Regions from separate parts of the Mus musculus genome. Here all the other regions are linked to region 1. Evidence: chromatin contacts called from public Micro-C data. All regions are on one chromosome and are shown on one strand. Each heading gives the region's core, a stretch centred on a gene start, on an enhancer-like site or on the middle of the called end of the contact. The rest is flanking DNA. Distances are from core to core; before and after follow the strand shown. Region 1 holds the start of Prima1 (proline rich membrane anchor 1). Region 2 holds the start of Gsc (goosecoid homeobox). Region 3 holds the start of Slc24a4 (solute carrier family 24 (sodium/potassium/calcium exchanger), member 4).

Region 1 (3,525 bases), core at 272-2,771:
GTATCAAGCAAACAAGTACTGGCCCCATAACAAGCAGGAAGGAGAAAACCAGGATCAGACCTTAAGTTTCTTGTTTAGTCACCTTGCTGGTAAAGGACTGGTCAACGGGGGTTTAAGGGCAGGACTAGAGAACATCCCATCCAATCACCTCGAGTAACTGGAGTTAGTGGGGGCTTGGTCTCTGTCCTGAAGACTGGGAGGTCAAAGGTGAGGGTTTGTCCTCCAGCAGTCTTGACAGACTGTGTTTTGCATGAATCGTGGGTCACCATCCACCTCCCCAGCCACCACTTAGAAGAAACACAGCCCTTACCCCAGGTTGGAGACAGTTAGTTGGAAGGCTAATTTGAAGTTTAGGGGTCGAATCTGGTAGGAAACAAGGCACCACTGTGGGATTTTTTTTTTGGGGGGGGGTTGGGTTTTTTTTGGTATTGTTGTTTGTTTGTTTATAAGTTTGTTTCTTTCCATAAAAGCTGCAGTAGAGTTCACTATGAGGTCTTAGCACCTTCCTATATCACGTTCATTCAGTACTGCAGGCCTTAGGCCACAACTGAGACTCTTTGCAAAGTTTCTTATTTTTTTTCAGGGTCAGAGCATGTTATACTTGACCAGTTTTTCTTCCTCCCCAAGTATCCCCAAGACCACTCAGTAGGTGGCTGTAGGGGGAGCTCTGAAGTGACCCTACCCCCTTCCCAGGAGGCCTCTGCCCGCTTCTCACCTGAACTAAACCCCAGAGTGGGTGCAGCGCACAGTGCAGCAGAAGTGAGGGCCAGCAGCAGCCATGGCGCAGCACCAGGTCCCGGAGTAGCATCTCGGCCTGCGGCGCCCACTGGTGAGCTAACTGTCAAGGGAGCAAGGCTTGAGTCAGGTGGACACTGCATAAACCATAGCACCAATTCAAGAACCAACTCGATGAGGACTCACTTGCCCCGCACTTTGGGGCACCTGCGCAAAGCAAGTCTTCATCTTCCTTCCAGTGCGCACACACTTGCTGACTCTCGGTGCTTCCCAGAACTCACACCTACCTATCCTGGAGCACACCCCCTCCCCTTCAGAATACCGCATGCACACCTTGATCCCGTGCACACCCCCAGAAACATCCAAACACACTTATTGAACCTCATACAAACCCAGAAACGGCCATGCACAACTCTGACTAGGAGTACGCTTCAAACCCAGAGTGAATCACTCACTCTGCGCGCGCACGCACTGTGACCCCCATGCACCGCCACCGACTCCCGTCCGCACACTTGACTCTGCTTGCACAGTACCACCAAATCACTCGCTGCATGTAGTCTTTCTGCCCCAGGGACTTCAGTGCGCACACTGTCTCATAGGCACCTCCGTACGTGCCCCCATTTGCCGCCCAAACCCCAGCTCCTGTTCCCGGGCAGGCGTAGGTTTTCCTGCACGCCCCCATCACCGCCCGCACCCCTCCGATGCCTCACGCCACCTTGCCTGGTGGCGACCCCCACCGATCGTCGACACGGAGAAGGGAGGTCAGGGTTGCCCCCACAGCAGCTCTGCTCTCAGCAGCCGGACGGCCCCCATTTAAAGCCAGCCGCCTCCCCAGTCCCCCGCCCTCTAGGCGGGGCCTCTAAGCTCACCCTGGCGGCTGCGCGCGCGCTCGGGGGCTTCACTTGCAGAGGACGAGCGCGGGGCGCTGGAGCAAAAGTTTGCGCGCTGCTTGGGCCTCCAGGGCAGCTGATCTGGGAGACCGGGGCGCGGCGCACTCGCACGGAGCTCCAGGCTCCGCTTGGCCGCGCGCGGGCCGGGAAAGGCGGCCACTTCCGAGGTCGGGCAGCCCAGGCAGAGGGTGGGGAAAGTGTCCTCGGGTCCTCCGCGAGCGGGCCGCAGGAGTCCTCCTTCAGCCCAGCCACGGGTCCCTGCGCCGCCCCGGTCCCCGCCCTTCCTGGTGGCGCCGAGCGGCTGCCCGGGGCGCAGGGTGCCCGGGGCCCGCGGGAGGCAGCGGGCGAGAGGCGCCGGCCCGGAGCACCCGCTCCGGCAGCAGGGCCGCGGGCGGAGGCGAAATAAATAATGCACGAAAAAGGAAAACAGACGTGAGCGGAGCCAGAGCCTCGCCCGCCTCCCTCCCGGGCTGCACTCCCGCCCGCGCTCCCCGCTGCCGCGGCCGCCAGCGCCGCTGCAGTGATTCCTCGTCTCCATCTAGCGAGGCTATTGTGTATTGGGCGCTTAATAATTTATTTATTCACCCTAGAGGCCGAGGACTCCCAGTGACAGTGGCAACCTGCTTCTGCTTGCCCTTCCCTCAAGTTCATCCCCCAGGCTGCGGGAAGGTGGTAGTAAGGTCTGACTAGTGGGGACCCCGTCTGTACACTATCATAGCGGCGCCCCCTTTCCCCTGTGTGTGCTGAGCTAGGATGGTGCTGGCTAGCCCTCCAAAGCAATGTGCCTGACCTCCCTCCATTTGGCAATCATGACCTCGGGACCTCTCTATTAACTCCGCTGTGTCTTAGGGGGAGTTGTGACATTTCAGGGAAAGCCTTCTCCCCAGGACTTTTCCTCCACTATCCACAAACTCCTGTTTGATGCAAGATTATCAACAAGTCGGTTCTTCAGGAAGGAGCTGGTTGCATCTCGTTCAAACAAGCTGCATGCTGCTCCTTCCTACAGGAGCCTTCCCAGGCGCCACGCAGGCGCCCTGCTCATCTGGTGATAGCGCTTTATTAAATGCTCTGATTGATGTTCCCTGGAGGTGGGGGTGTGACCATTCCAGTCAAAGTCGCAAAGAGCTGGGCAATTCTGCCTGGGGTTAGGTAAGAGAACCGGAGGCTTATAACCGAGGGTAGATACCACAGCCCACTGGTTAAGAAAGTTACTTAGTTCCCCTTGGCTGTCCCCAAGTCACTCCAGGTAAACTCACAAAAGTACAAAGTGCTTTGCAAAGCAGGTTTCAGACCAATTCTCCTGCAGCTTCCTTCATCAGAGCACAGCAGCAAGGCCTCCCCTTCTTAGTGCGTACCTAGCTGATGAACTTGTGAGCCCCCACACATGCCCAGTTCTACTAGAGAGACTGGCACAGCAGATGTGAATGAGGCCTTCCCTTACCAAGAACCGGGGAGGGGAAGGTCAGAGGACCATGTCAACATGTTGCCAACACTGTGATGCTCCACTGTCATCGAGACAGGGGCCTACACTGATCAAGAGAATGAAGACAAAGTGGTCCAGGGCTGTGGGAATATGCCAGCAGGTCTGGTAGTCCCGTGGACAAAAATATGGAGACATTTGTCCCTTTGTTTATCCAGTCATTTGTTTTGTATAATATTTACAAACACCTAGTTGCAGGAAATATGAAAAAAAATGAACCACCAACTCTCCACGGGGCCGGACCACACTTTCTAGCTCCTGCCGGCTGCCAATTCTCCAGTCACACCTGACCACAGGACCATCTCTCCGGCACTCCCCAACGCCCCGAGCCCATCCCAGAGTTTCTCTCCATACCACGCACCCCACAGTCAGCCATCAGATCCCAGTACCCAGTACTCTTAATGGCATCAAGATTCTTAA
Region 2 (3,525 bases), core at 561-3,060, 1.2 Mb after region 1:
GCATCGACTGTCTGTGCAAGTCCTTGCGTCAGGCAAGCGCCCCGGCCGGCCCGCGGCCGCGGCCGTCAGCTGTCCGAGTCCAAATCGCTTTTACCTTCCTCTTCCCTCTTCTCCGGCGAGGCTTTTGAGGACGTCTTGTTCCACTTCTCGGCGTTTTCTGACTCCTCCGAGGAGGATCGCTTCTGTCGTCTCCACTTGGCTCGGCGGTTCTTAAACCAGACCTGTTGCGCAACCAAACAGTGGTGACCTAAAGGCTGCTGCCCACCGACACCAGGGCACCGGGTGGCCCCGCGTGGCCAGGGGACAGCCTGACCGTGGAACCTTAGCCTGGCAGGGAGAAATCCGCAGGCAATCGCTGTGCTCAAGACCAACAAAAGGAGAAGCACCCTCCACGCTTCCTCTTTTCCTTCTTGGGCCTAAAGTACCCTCGGGCAGCCTCCAGGCCACAGCCTCTGGGATGCTCTTAGAGTGGCCACATCCCAAAGGAGGACCCGGCAAAAGCCGCGTGCAGGGAAGGACCGCTAGACGCCCCCACCCCAGCCCACCCCCGCTGGGGCTCTTGCCTACCTCCACCTTCTCCTCCCGAAGGTGCACCTTCCTGGCCAGCTGCTCCCGAGTGCCCACGTCTGGGTACTTCGTCTCCTGGAAGAGGTTCTCCAGGGCTTCGAGCTGCTCATCGGTGAAGATGGTGCGGTGCCGCCGCTTCCGCCGACAGTGCAGCTGGTTGAGCAGCTGCAGCTCAGTGCGCGACAGCGTGCCCACGTTCATGTAGGGCAGCATCTGGTGCGGCACCGGAGACACCAGTACAGAACCGGGGCCCTCGTAGCCTGCGACAGAGAGAGGGACGGGAGTCAGTCATCCTCCCTCGGCACCGTAAGCCAACCCGCTCGCTGCCCTCGCTCACTTAAAAATAAAAAAAGTCTGCAAGGGGCGCTATGTCTTTGGGGGGCACCGAGACCAGGGATGCCCAGACGTGGAAGGAGCGTCTGCCTGCACACATCCAAAAGCCAGTTCAGGCACTTTAGAATCTCCCCGCGTCCTCACTTCATTCCCGCGCGCGCGTGGAGTCGCCCCGAGACTCCCGGTGACTCGGCTTTTTAAACTCTAACCTAAAGTTTACAGTAGACGTATGCAAAGTCCCCGTACCCGGTGACCCAAAAATATATTAATTAATTAAAAGTAAAAGATAAATAAATAAATGGGAGAACGGGGAAGGCTTGCAAAGGGAGAAAGTTGGTGCCAGGTGAGTAAAGCAAGCAAACCGCGCGTCCATGCCCCGGCAGCCACCGACTGCCGCAGTGGCGAAGGCCGGCTCGCGAGCGATCGCGACCCTACCTGGGGGCGTCGGGACGCAGGAGCACTGCTGGGCGCCCAGCGGCGGCACAGCCCCGCAGCAAGCCGGGCCCACGGGCGCCGCCTGCACGTGCAGCTGCCCGTAGAAGTAGCTGTTGTAGCCCAGGCGGGAGCTGCCGACCGCGGCCGGGAGGCCCGCGCCTCCGGGGGCCACAGGGCGCGGGTAGAAGGCGCCGTAGTCCGAGGAGGTGCCGCCGCCGGCGCCGTAGAGCGAGTCCCCGTGTAGAGCCGGGAAGACCACCGGAGCCGCGGCGCTGGGCGCCACCGGGAGCACCGCGTCTTTGCAGCGCGGCCGGGCGGCCAGGATGTTGTCGATGCTGAACATGCTGGCGGGCATCCCCGAGCCCCGCGTCGGGACCGGGGGGCGGCGGGGACGCGCCGAAGAAGAAGAAGTCTCCAAGTGGTGTTGTTTGGGGTGGGGGTTGGGAATTGTCCCACTCTCTGCTCCCGCGGGCGAGCAAACCGAAAGAGAGCGCGGGCGAGCGCGCAACTCGCGCCCCTCCCCGCCCCCTGCGTCCGAACTCCCTCCTCCCGCCCTCTCCTCCCCTCGCCGCCGCCTAGCTGAACTCAACCCGCGGGTAGGACGCAGCTCCGACCGGCTCAACCTCTTGTTGGTTTTATACTGAGTCGACGTCATCCTGGATTTAGTTCCTGGTAATATGCAGATGACAAACAGAACCAGATTTGGTCCTTTTCTTTTCCTTTGGGTGGTGTGGAATGGGGAGGTGGGGGTGGGCGGGGGGCGCTTGCAGGGGAGGGGGAGAGATGCCAAGAGGAGGGGGGCCACAGGGCCTGAAAAAGATTGTGGATTGAGAATTAATGAAATTAACCTAATCTTTTCCATTCGGCAGCCCCGGCGCGGCCCCGGCCTTGCTGGGCGGGCGGCCTAATTGCCCAGGTTAATCTTATTAATACTATTGTCCTGCCGCCGTTAACAACTCCGCCGCCGACCTCTCCGCCCCGACCCTTTTCTCTCTATTATGGGGTGCGATTTCCTATGGTTGTAGCTCAAATTCATTGTGGCTAATTTTACTTTAGGACTACTTTTTACTCTCTTTCGGAATCTGTTTGCTTTTAAGAAATGAGGGTGGCTGTGTCCTCCCTCAACTAAGACTGAAAGTGCCCCCCCCCCGCAGCCAACCCCCTACCCCGTGAACTCACTGCCTAATTTCACTTCTCCACCCCCCCCTCCGTCTCTTTCCCAAAATCTTTTGTTTTTGCGAAAGCCAAATTTTCTCAGAGCAAAAACCATGAAAGTAGAAACGCGTCCGCCTTCGTACAAGTTGTCTTTTTTCTTCTTCTTCTTCTTAAAGCGGTCACTCTGGGTCTGAAAACTACCCTGACTCTCCCTAGCTCCTAACACACCAGTGAAGAGCAAATTCAGCCAGTCTTTAAAATTCACCACCCAGAGGAGCGCTCTGAAGCGATGCTTCCAGAGGCTTCCCGCGTGGGTGCCGATAGGTTCTGTGTATTTTTGATTATTAGTCTGGGAGAAGGGGTGCCTTCCCCCCCCCCAAAAAAAATTTTTTTGGCTTTAATTCTCGTGGGATCTACCGGGACTGCCTGTCTCCTTTCTCAACATATTGAGTGGCGTCCCTCTCTCAATCAGCGAGCTCTCCGAAAGGCCTCTAGCTGTCCTTCCAGGCCCGCGCTGGCCTCCGGGGGACCCCAGCGGCCTGGACAAAAGTCGGGCCACTGCGGGCGGCCGTGATGATTTGCGGGATTCTCCGTGAGGCACGGCCGAACCGCGGGAGGCGCAGCCAGCCTAGATCTGCGCGCTGGCGGCTGGGCGACCTGCGGGAAGGTAGGCGACCCTCTGGGCAGAACGAAAACAGAGGCCCAAAGTCGTGCGTCCCGGTGCCAGCCCGGGAATTGCACCGCCATCGCGCAGGCCACTCTCCAGCTACTCCAGGAGAGACCTGGGTAGAGGACTTCCATACCATTTGTGGAGATTCCTCTCTCACTGATAAGTCTGAGATAACTTCAACGCTGTCTAAAGCCGTACAATAAATGCTAAGTCCTCCCTGGCACTGGAGGAGATCCTGGGACCTCTCCTTATTGCTCTTCCTGGGTTAGAGAATCATTGCGGTAAGTTTGGTCCCGCCTGGGCGCAGAACTAGGCAGTGCGTGGGAGCAGCCACCCGGAACTTAGGAAAGCGTGTACCTCCGTGC
Region 3 (3,525 bases), core at 458-2,957, 1.1 Mb before region 1:
TTTTCTTTTTCTTTTTCTTTTTTTTTTCCTATACTTAATAAACTCACCTATTCTACGGACCATACTGAACAGTATAGAAATGAAGATGCTGGGGCTGGAGAGATGGCTCAGAGGTTAAGAGCACTGGCTGCTCTTCCAGAGGTCCTGAGTTCAATTCCCAGCAACCACATGGTGGCTCACAACCATCTGTAATGAGATCTGACGTCCTCTTCTGGAGTGTCTGAAGACAGCAACAGTGTACTCACATACATAAAATAAATAAATCTTAAAAAAAAAAAAAGAAATGAAGATGCTGCAAACAATGGCACCCCACCCCGCCCCCACCCCAGCTTTCTGGGCACTTCTTACCTGTGTCCCTCTGCTTGCCTAAGAAGTACAAAGGAACCTTGCTGGTAGTGGCCAGCTAGAGGAGGCATTTGGGACAGTCCCCAGAAGGGAAGTCCTCACACTTGACTATGCTCAAGATCTCTAGGGAATCTGGTTAAAAATGCACATTTTAGCTCAGTAGGTCTAAGAGTAGATTTAAATGTGCAACCTGCCTGTCTCCTATACTCCCAGGCAATGACTTGGCTGCTGTGGACCACCCCGTAGCCTAATGAGCAGCAAGGGAATGTTTGGCGCTCAGAGCAAAACACTTTGAGAATCCCACTTAGCATCTGAGGGACAGGCCCCCCTTTAGTTCAGGGTTCCTTGAAAGCAGACATTGGGTCTTAATACACGTTGTTGTTGTTGTTGTTGTTGTTGTTGTTGTTTTGTTTCTTGGCTGGATGGCACTTGGCACAGAGCTCACAAATGGCGGGTATGTATTTATTTAATTAAACACAGTTGGCTTTGATCCAAAAATGGTTTTAAGAGGAGTTAACCCCTAAATCAGCACAGGATAGAAAACCGACAGGGAAGTCTGAGTTAGAGATCCTTCCTGATAGAGGTCCCCTCCACTTATTTGCGTCTGGATGACACCTCCACTGCTCTTCGGAAATTTCACTGCGCCCACATTTTAAAAGCGGCTTACACTAGAGAGCCGAAAGTAAGAGAGGTGGAAAAACAAACCCAAACCAGAAAGCCTTGCGAAGCTGTGAGGTTGCAAAACATCAAAAGCTCCCAACTGTTGGCAGCAGAGCCGCAGAACTGCGGGGTTTCTCCCTCTGTCAGATTACCAGCATTTCGTAGGTCGGTGTTGCGCCCCCGCCACACAGGTCCCTAGGTTACCCAGAGAGCCTGGCAGGAACTGGTCCCGGCGGGCGTCGGTTGGCTTGGTGCAAGCCTGTTTCTTAGCACTGAGCTAGCAATTAAGCTACTTGTGCATTGGAGACCTCCGGGTGGTAGTGGTGACCGCCTTGGGTCGCTGCGGGGGGTAGGGGGTCTCGGGGAGCCAGGACCCGTGTGAGAGCCCTACAGAAACCCTGGTTCTGAGAGTCCTTGGTGATGCCATAACCTGTTCCACCTTATAGCAATCACAAGAAGCTGAGGACTCATTTTGGCTCCGTAGGGTTAGAGAGAGAGAGAGGAAGGGGTTTGGAGGGAGGCAAGGAAAGGGGATTATATTGGTCAGTAGTTGAGCCTCTCTTGGGGGAAGGGAGAAGCGCACTGGGCGAGCGCCCTAGGGGAGGTGTACACGTGCAGGGGAGGGGGGGGGGATGAGAGGCGGGCAGGCGGGAGGGGAGGAGTAGGGAGGCGAGAGCAGCTTGCGGGAGGCGCCACGGCCTCGCAGACACAGGCTCTGGCCGCCTAAGAGCCAGAGAGAAAGTTCCCGGGACAGTTCGCCCGCGGGAGGGCCCAAACTGCGGCCACTGGCCGAGAGGGTCTTGAGTTCTGAGAGTGCTGCGCGCGGTCCTTCTGCACGCACTTAGCTGCCAGGGCCCTGCTTTCCGAGAGAAGCAGAGGAGCCTCGCAGGCGGGCAGCCGGGGCGGCCGGGGCTAAACTTGGACGAGGAGGATGCTGCGAGTGGGCGCGGCGGCGCGGGGCGCGGGGGCGCTCGCCAAGCACTGATTGCTCCCGGCGGACTCCGAGCGCGCTGAAGAGCAGTGGGCAGGTAGCGGCTCCAAGCGCCCGGACTGCGCCAAGCCGACAAGCAGGGCCGCCAGCGCCACCGTGCAGGCGTCGTCTCCTCGCCACGGAGTCATGGTGCGAGCAGCGCGCACGCCCCGCGCGGAACTCTGAGCTCCGGCCGTGCATTGCTCCCCCTCCTCTGGTATTCCCATCCGATCTCCCCGTGACTGCCTTGTTCGCGGACCATGAAGCTATCTCCCAGAGCCCCTTGCCTCTGAGCTACGCATCGCCCCGCTGCAGCCCCAACGCCGCTGGGCCACAGACAGCGCTCCAACCCTTGAAGCTCGGGATCTTCTTCCAGGGGCGCGGGGCGTACGGAGATGGCTCTCCGTGGACTCATCCGGCAGAGCAAAGTTCGCCGGAGGCGAGAGATGCTGCCGCAGCAAGTTGGCTTCGTGTGCGCTGTGCTGGCCCTGGTGTGCTGTGCCTCCGGCCTCTTTGGAAGCTTGGGTAGGTGTGGGAAAGGATGTTTTCCGCTGGAGGAGTTGGGGGGCTTGAGCTCTGACAGCTCCAGCTTCTTCTCTGTCAGATTGGTCCCCAGGGTTTTCCCTTCCCGCTCAGCGGGCAGTGCTCACCCAGGAGTGCTGAGCCTCGAGCTGGACTGTGGCGACGTTCTGCCGAACTGCTCAAGCTCCCTGGGGGTTCCGGACGTAGTTGTAGGTGTGCTATTGGGATCAAAGCCTGCACCACCTCTGTCCCTGGAGTGTGCGGGTAATGGGCAACTCATGGCAGCCCAGGGGTAGAGTCTCCCGCTTTAGGATGTGTGAAACTGAGCAGCCCCCTTTTCTGTTCTGCAAAGCTGTGCTCCATCCCTCAGAGACCCAAATTCTCAGGCTTAGTCTCTGCTCTCCTCCTTGCACCTGCTCTGATCCAAATGCTTGGTCTTCCCCAAACCTAAACGGAGCGGGGGCAGTCTGTCCCCGTGGGAGATTGCTGCCATGTTCCAGCATCCCTTCACTCAACTCTGCTTAATCCCCACGGAGAGGGAGGGCTGGCGTGCATAGCCATGATCCACGCTCCTCCAAGCAGAAGGCGACCTGGGAGTCTGTTAAGACATGCAAATTTCAGACGGAGTGGGGAAAGAGAAGAAACTTATGAAATATTTATTTCGGGGTGATTTGGGCTCGTGTTTAGCCTTTAAAGAATGTTTAGTGCCTAGATATTTCAGAACTAGTGCTGTTAACATTTGGGGTGACACCCCCCCCCCCCGTGAAATAAATGTTGTTAACCTAGCCAGAGGCACAGGAGGAGGGCATCTTTTTTGAGTGGTTAGTGAGGCCATTAACATAGTATCTTGGGATCATTAAGAGATCGGTACAGCGACGTTAAAAACAAGTGAAACCTGGTTAAATTTTTAAACAGAAAAAGAGACATCACTCTCTTTCAATACCCAGACTGTGATTTGGGGGGGTAGAAGGCTAGAGAGTGGCTCGTTTCTAAAGAAGTCCAGAAAGTTTATTTCTAACACCTTCATA

Evidence for each region. Hi-C and Micro-C count contacts between places; a contact is called where the count stands out from the background.
Region 2: a contact with region 1 is called in a Micro-C map of embryonic stem cells, with 4 times the contacts expected there. The contact joins the promoter of Gsc here to the promoter of Prima1 in region 1. A contact is called at or near these places in 2 of 484 Hi-C or Micro-C datasets (both in embryonic stem cells) and 1 of 115 datasets of contacts at active chromatin or transcription factors (embryonic stem cells).
Region 3: a contact with region 1 is called in a Micro-C map of embryonic stem cells, with 5 times the contacts expected there. The contact joins the promoter of Slc24a4 here to the promoter of Prima1 in region 1. A contact is called at or near these places in 1 of 39 promoter capture datasets (liver) and 1 of 484 Hi-C or Micro-C datasets (embryonic stem cells).

Annotation. Positions count from the first base shown.
Region 1 is chr12:103,240,625-103,244,149 of GRCm38.p6, forward strand. It overlaps Prima1 (proline rich membrane anchor 1), which reads right to left and starts at 1,522. Exons shown (of 5, transcript NM_133364.2): 1 at 1,451-1,522; 2 at 716-838. The coding sequence starts at 808.
Region 2 is chr12:104,471,426-104,474,950 of GRCm38.p6, forward strand. Gsc (goosecoid homeobox) reads right to left here and starts at 1,811. Exons shown (of 3, transcript NM_010351.1): 1 at 1,336-1,811; 2 at 568-827; 3 at 1-221. The coding sequence starts at 1,690. The coding sequence ends at 66. It overlaps Gm10000 (a long non-coding RNA gene), which reads left to right and starts at 2,105. Exons shown (of 6, transcript XR_381874.2): 1 at 2,105-3,157.
Region 3 is chr12:102,127,020-102,130,544 of GRCm38.p6, forward strand. Slc24a4 (solute carrier family 24 (sodium/potassium/calcium exchanger), member 4) reads left to right here and starts at 1,708. Exons shown (of 17, transcript NM_001362345.1): 1 at 1,708-2,500. The coding sequence starts at 2,371.